Linked DNA regions of Hordeum vulgare: region 1 is linked to region 2. The links are chromatin contacts, called in public Hi-C maps. All regions are on one chromosome and are shown on one strand. Each heading gives the region's core, a stretch centred on a gene start, on an enhancer-like site or on the middle of the called end of the contact. The rest is flanking DNA. Distances are from core to core; before and after follow the strand shown.

What was found. A called contact is a pair of places that touch in the nucleus more often than the background predicts.
Region 1: a Hi-C map of seedling shows a contact between it and region 2, with 4 times the contacts expected there. The contact joins the promoter of LOC123411426 here to the promoter of LOC123408230 in region 2. A contact is called at or near these places in 2 of 6 Hi-C or Micro-C datasets (leaf and seedling).

What each region holds. Positions count from the first base shown.
Region 1 is chr7H:47,405,991-47,408,975 of MorexV3_pseudomolecules_assembly, reverse strand. LOC123411426 (putative receptor protein kinase ZmPK1) reads left to right here and starts at 1,722. Exons shown (of 1, transcript XM_045104365.1): 1 at 1,722-2,985. The coding sequence starts at 1,732.
Region 2 is chr7H:47,210,060-47,213,386 of MorexV3_pseudomolecules_assembly, reverse strand. It overlaps LOC123408230 (protein ALP1-like), which reads right to left and starts at 1,567. Exons shown (of 2, transcript XM_045101386.1): 1 at 1,454-1,567. The coding sequence starts at 1,567.

The DNA.
Region 1 (2,985 bases), core at 473-2,972, 200 kb before region 2:
AAAACCAGGATGCCGAGACATCCAACGGCCAGGGTGAAACTATGCAAAAGTGGCAACATATTTCACAACTGGAGCTACCCTTTATCAATTGAAGCTACCGGGGAAGATGAGGATGTTCCTATGTAGGCTGGCACATAATAGCTTTCCGACGAGACTTAATATCCAATGCAAAAAAAGTTGATCTAGATACCGGATGCCCAATGTGCCAAAGATTAAAGGAGGATGGGGGACATTTGTTTCTAAAATGCAAAAGAGTTAAAGCTTTGTGGAGGGAACAATTTCTCGAAGATATCCGCTTGCAGCTCTGCGAGTGCAAAAACGCCTTTGATGTGGTGGATCATGTTTGCTCACTACCGCAGGAGAAGAAGATATGTGTGGTTGTGTTGCTCTGGGACTCGTGACAACCAGAAACAAAGTCAATGCTCGAGAAAATCAACGATCGACTGCAGAAGTTGAAACAAAGTCAATGTTCGAGAAAATCAACGATCGACTACAGAAGTTAGCGCTTTCGTAAGCAACCATTTGTTTGATTTTGTGAGGGCTCGAGACGGGACCCCTACCCAACATGCGCAACTAGTGCTGCAACATTCCTGGGAGCCGCCTGGATCGATTGTGGTTAAGATAAATAAGGATGCTCCATTCCACGTGGAGACTGAAACGGGTGCTTGGGTGTCAAGGGCCTTCACCACGCGACCCCACCAAGCAGTGGGGCGGAGGCGACCGGCGCGCGACTGGACCGCACGTGCAAGAGCAACCCACGCTACACCGGCCGAGAGTGGGTGCATCAGACCGGCCCAGCAGCGGAGGCTACTTAAGCTGATCGACTCCATCGGCTAGGGCATCCGTGAAGGATCAGGCGCTACACCCGACGACGGCTAGTGTTCTTCCACCTCCAATTCCCCATTCGTGAAACAGCTTGTAAGAGAGTGATAGATCCACTATCCCCACCCTTACATTGGGGCTTTGCGGTGTGGGATGAGATTGACAGCTTCCTTGCTGGTGCGGTTGGGAGAATGGAGCACGATTGTAGAATCGGATTGCCAAACCATGAATTTCGTGCTGAATGGCCGCGAGTATGATGGTGCTGAACTGTACATTCTCTTGAGGAAAGCAATGAGCTTATGCCATGCATCTTTCTATCCTATGAATTTAAGTACTGTAGACGTGATTGTAATATGGTAGCTCATCCTTTGGCTCAGTTTGGCTTGTCGGCTGATGCGCCCCTCTCTTGTTGGGCTGGGGATGCCCCGCCTTTTATTTCTGTCCTGGTGAACACTGAAATGGTGCACCACGATCTAATGTAATACTAGATGATATTCCTTCTAAAAAAAAAACTATGCACACCTTACCATCATATGACCATCACGGTATCACCTCTAATCTAAGCTGATTTTTTTAGTTTTTTTAAACAAGCTAATCTATAAGATGATAAAGCACGTGTTTTCCTCCCTCATCAAGGCAAAAATTCGGTCAACCCGAAATCGTGCGTTGCGCCCTTGTCGGCTCTTTGCTCCATACTCGACCTGGAACTGGAAGGAACCATCGCGCTCCCTACCTTTTATCTTCACTCATTATTTTATACTCCATCCGGTAATATCCGGTGTCCACGTCCTGTACGGACCCCGTCCAGGTCCACAGCATGCGACTGGTACGTGTTACGTACTACAGTAACTTGGCAACTTGACACGTGAACACACTCTTTTTTTCAACACTCAAAAGCTTGATATATCCATGGCCATGGCACTGGATGCATCACTAGAAAAGAACCAGATGACAACTGCAATGGCGATGGCAGCCATCAAAAGCGCATACGCATACACCTTCACCACATCCATCTCACTCCTTCTCCTGCTGATGATACTCGTTGCTCCCGCAAATGGACGTTCCCATGGCGGCAGCTACCTCGCGAGAGGTACCTCGGTGTCCGTCGAGGACGGCACCAAGGCCGCCGCCACCACCGTAACCATCCTGGCGTCGCCCAACGGCGCCTTCGCCTGCGGCTTCTACAGGGTGGCCACCAACGCCTTCACCATCTCCATCTGGTTCACCGGCTCATCAGGGAAGACCGTCGCTTGGACGGCCAACCGCGACGCGCCGGTGAACGGCATAGGGTCCAGGCTCGCCTTCCGGAAGGACGGAGCGCTGGCCCTGCTCGACTACAATGGTGCGGCCGTCTGGAGCACCAACACCAGCGCCACCGGTGCTAGCCGCGTGGAGCTCCTCGACAGCGGCGACCTCGTCGTCGTCGACGCGGACGGCCGGCGGCTCTGGGGGAGCTTCGACTCGCCCACCGACACGCTTCTGCCGTCGCAGCCCATGACCCGGCACACCAAGCTGGTGTCTGCATCAGCCAGGGGTTTGCTCTCGTCAGGGTTGTATACATTCTACTTTGACATTGACAATCAGCTCAAGCTCATCTACAACGGCCCTGAGGTCGGTAGCGTGTACTGGCCTGACCCTTTCATCAACCCGCTTGCCAATCACAGGACTACCTATAACAGTAGTCAGTATGGAGTCCTTGAGCAGACAGGCCGGTTTGCCGCGAGTGATAACTTCAAATTCGCAGCTTCTGATCTTGGTGATAGGGTCATAAGGAGGCTGACTCTGGATTATGACGGCAACCTTAGGCTCTACAGCCTGAATGCGACAACCGGCAGCTGGTCAGTCTCTTGGATGGTATTTCGCGGAGTCTGCAACATCCATGGACTCTGCGGCAAAAACACCCTCTGCAGGTACATACCCAAGCTCCAGTGCTCTTGCCTCCGAGGCTTTGAGGTGGTTGATGCAAGCGACTGGAGCAAAGGGTGCAGGCGCAAGGCAAACCTCCGGGCAACCCAGGATTTCTCATTCAGAAAGGTCGCGGGAGCTGATTTCATCGGGTATGACTTGCTCTACTGGGAACGGGTGACAATTCAGAATTGCAAACATTTGTGCTTGGACAATGCTAATTGCCAAGCCTTTGGTTACCGCCAGGGAGAAGGCAAA
Region 2 (3,327 bases), core at 318-2,817:
AACGCTGTCCATCATTCGTTCGGTTGGCTCGCCCCGCCCGGTGTGGCGCTCCGGTCTGGTCCGGTCGCCTCCGTCCTCTCGCCTCGCCCGCGCCACTTGGAGGGTTGGAAAGGTTACAGGGGCTCCGCCTGGTCGCAGGCCAATCGAGACGAAAAGAGATTTGTCAACAGTCCACTAGGCAGGCAGGCAGGCTCATGTCGATCGACGCGACACGCGAGTGTGCGCTCACTGGTCTATAATCTGGTCACAGCGGAGAGTATCATAGATACGATAACATTGTATCATACTACCTTCATAATGCATAGTATCATAAATTAGTACTCCATCTATCTATGTATATAAGGTGTAATGGATTTTTTAAAGCTAACTTTGACCATATGTTAAAACAATAATATATGACATGCAAGTTACACAAAGCATATCTTCAAATTCGTACGTAAAAAGAGCTTTCATATAATTCTCATATTATACAGTTTATATACTATTAATCTTATCAATAGTCAAAGGTAATCTCGAAAAATGCATTAGGCCATATATATATGGATGAAGGGATTATCATAGATGAGTTTATTTATTGACATGCATGACACATAGTAGCATAACATTTAACATGTTACGGTATCTACCTATGATACTCTAACTCTTTCTCTCTTCTTTAATTGTCTGTCACATCAGCATATTTGTTATTCCCAAGTACATGATACTACCTTAGTTACTCCCACTATGGCTAACCTAAGGCTGCTCCCAATGCTCCATTTTGGATACGTGCTAAGCATGCCAACAAGGCAAAAAAAATCCTATGTGGCAATCTAATTAAGAAGAAAGAGAGAAGTTTGGTGTCCTCGGGAAGAAATGGTGCTAGTCACGGGAACCTATGCAAAACATTAAAAATGAAGGGAACTAGCCTATGTATGCAAGACTTTAGTTGCTAAACAATTAAATGAGGCAACCTTAGCAGCAACAAACTAAGCACCAATGCATTGGAGATTATGATTGCTTAACATATTTAATGCTCTTAGCACCTCACTTAGCACCTTTGCATTGGAGGAAGCCTAACGCCCCTCCCAATGCTCCACCTTGTACAGTGCTAAGACTGTCATATAGACAAAAAATCTGATGTGACATGATATTTAAGAGGAGAGAGATGTATGTGATGACCCCAAGAAGAAACGGTGCCAAGCGCGTGAACCTAAGCAAAATACTTAAATGAAAGGAAGCCCACCAATGCATGAAGAACTTTAGTAGCTAAATCATAAAATAGAGTGTGCTTAGCTACAACAAGTTAAACACATATGCATTACTCACGTGTCTAAGGCCAACTCCACCGCACGACCCCATTCTGTCCGGCCCCGTCCGTTTGGGGTAAAACGGACAAACAGGTCGGCCTAGTGCGAGACGGCCCAGACCCATCTTGTCCGTTTCGTGTCCGGCACGACCCATTTTGAGCGCAAACTTGCGCGGGGTTTGGGTCGCGGCGGACACCAAACGGACGCGCGCTCGTCCGCGTCAGGGACGCGTGGCAGGCGGCCACCAACCTCCCACCCACCCCGCCGGGCCCGCCTGTCATCCGCCCAGTGGAAGGTCGCGGTCCTTCTTAAATGAGGAAGCCGTGGACCGCTCGTCCACAGTTCCCATCGCCACACCCGCGGCCTCCTCGAAACCCGACAGCCCCTCGCGAAACCCTAGCCTCCTCCTCGAGCTCGCCGGCCGCCGCAGCCATGGGTCCGTGGAACTATGGCCGCAAGGGCACCCACGACCGCGAGGCTGGCTCCTTGTCGGGACGCCGTCGCGGCTCCGTCAAGGAGGAGGCCACATCGCCACCGCGCCAGGCCGCGACTCCCTTCTCCATCGCTCCCAGGCCCGGCGCCGACCATCCCGACCGGCAGTACCTCAGCGTTGAGGTCTGCCGGCGCTACTAGGAGACGAGTACGCCGATTCCGTGGAGTGATGTCCACCTCCCGAGCGCGTGGTATCTGTCCGCCGACCGCGTTCCCACGAGCGGCCGTGCGCACCGCGAGGAGATCGACCGTCGTCGCCGCCTCCTCCCCGACGACCTTTACTACGACCCGAGGTACGCCGCCGACAGTACCCTCTGTGACACATGGCTCGGGGACGAGCACGACGTGCGTCGTGCCTCGTACTTCGTCGGGACGGTCGCGGGGCCGCGTCGGGCACGGGAGGTGCGCGGCATCACGCCCACGCCTTTGCCTTCGCCGTCTCCATCACCACCTTCACCTCCTCGCATGACGGAGGAGGAGGAGGCCAGCCTCATTCAGCGCGTCATGGAGGACTCCATGGCGACGCATGATGAGCGTCAATGGTTGGCCCTCTCTGCAGCCGGCGACGTCGCCATCCCCAAGCCGATGAAGGAGGAGGAGGTGGTCGCGTTCCCGCCGGAGCTCGTTGACGCATCGTGGGGCTGGTCCTGCACCGCACCGGAGATGGCGCAGGCAGTGGAGGCCGTGAACTGGTGCCCACGCCGCCGCGGTCACCGGAGCGGGAGGCCTCGTCACGGGAGGAGGTGTTGCAGGCCAGCTTCCAGCATGCCCCCCACGCACCAGGGACCGCCGGCCCACCTTTGGACGCCGCCGCCCTACGTCGACCTCGTCAGCAACGGCGACGTCGACGACACCGGCGACCAGTGAAGACGGCGACAACGACGGCAACGACGGACGGGCTATTTTTTTTATGTTAATTATGTCAAAAACTGGGCCGTTTTGTGGCCGTGAAAAGTGGGCCTTTATTAATGTTTATCTTATTAATGTTTTAAGCTTTTTAAACCGAGTTTATTTATTTTTAGTTGAGTTTTTTTAAATCAAGTTCGACGCGGACATGATTTGGGGTGCGGCCGCGTGGTGGGCACACGCACGACCCAACGGACAGAGCCGAACATGGACGAACCCATTGCCGTCCCAAACGGATAAAATCCAACCAAACCGGACGTCCGTTTGGGGTCGTGCGGTGGAGTTGGCCTCATAAGGGCAAATAGATCTACGAATCTCTCAAGTTTCAAAACGATGGGCATGGTACGTGTCTACTACCTAGCTGATCTTTGGAACGATCAACCGGGTCACGAGTTGTCCGGCTGGGCGATGTTCACCGTACGATTGTATTCATGCATCTTCTTTCTTCTTGCAATTGTAACAGGGGTCTTATTACAAGAAAAAAAAACGTCTTCAACCCGATCGCCAATGTTGCCATTGTAACAGACCCCTCGTTGAGTTGTATCCGTCGCCACTGCAACAAGACCCTTGTTGCAGAAAGCATCTCCTTCTGTGTTTGTTGTCATCGCAGCATCGCCGGACCTGGAGTCGTCGTCATATGTTG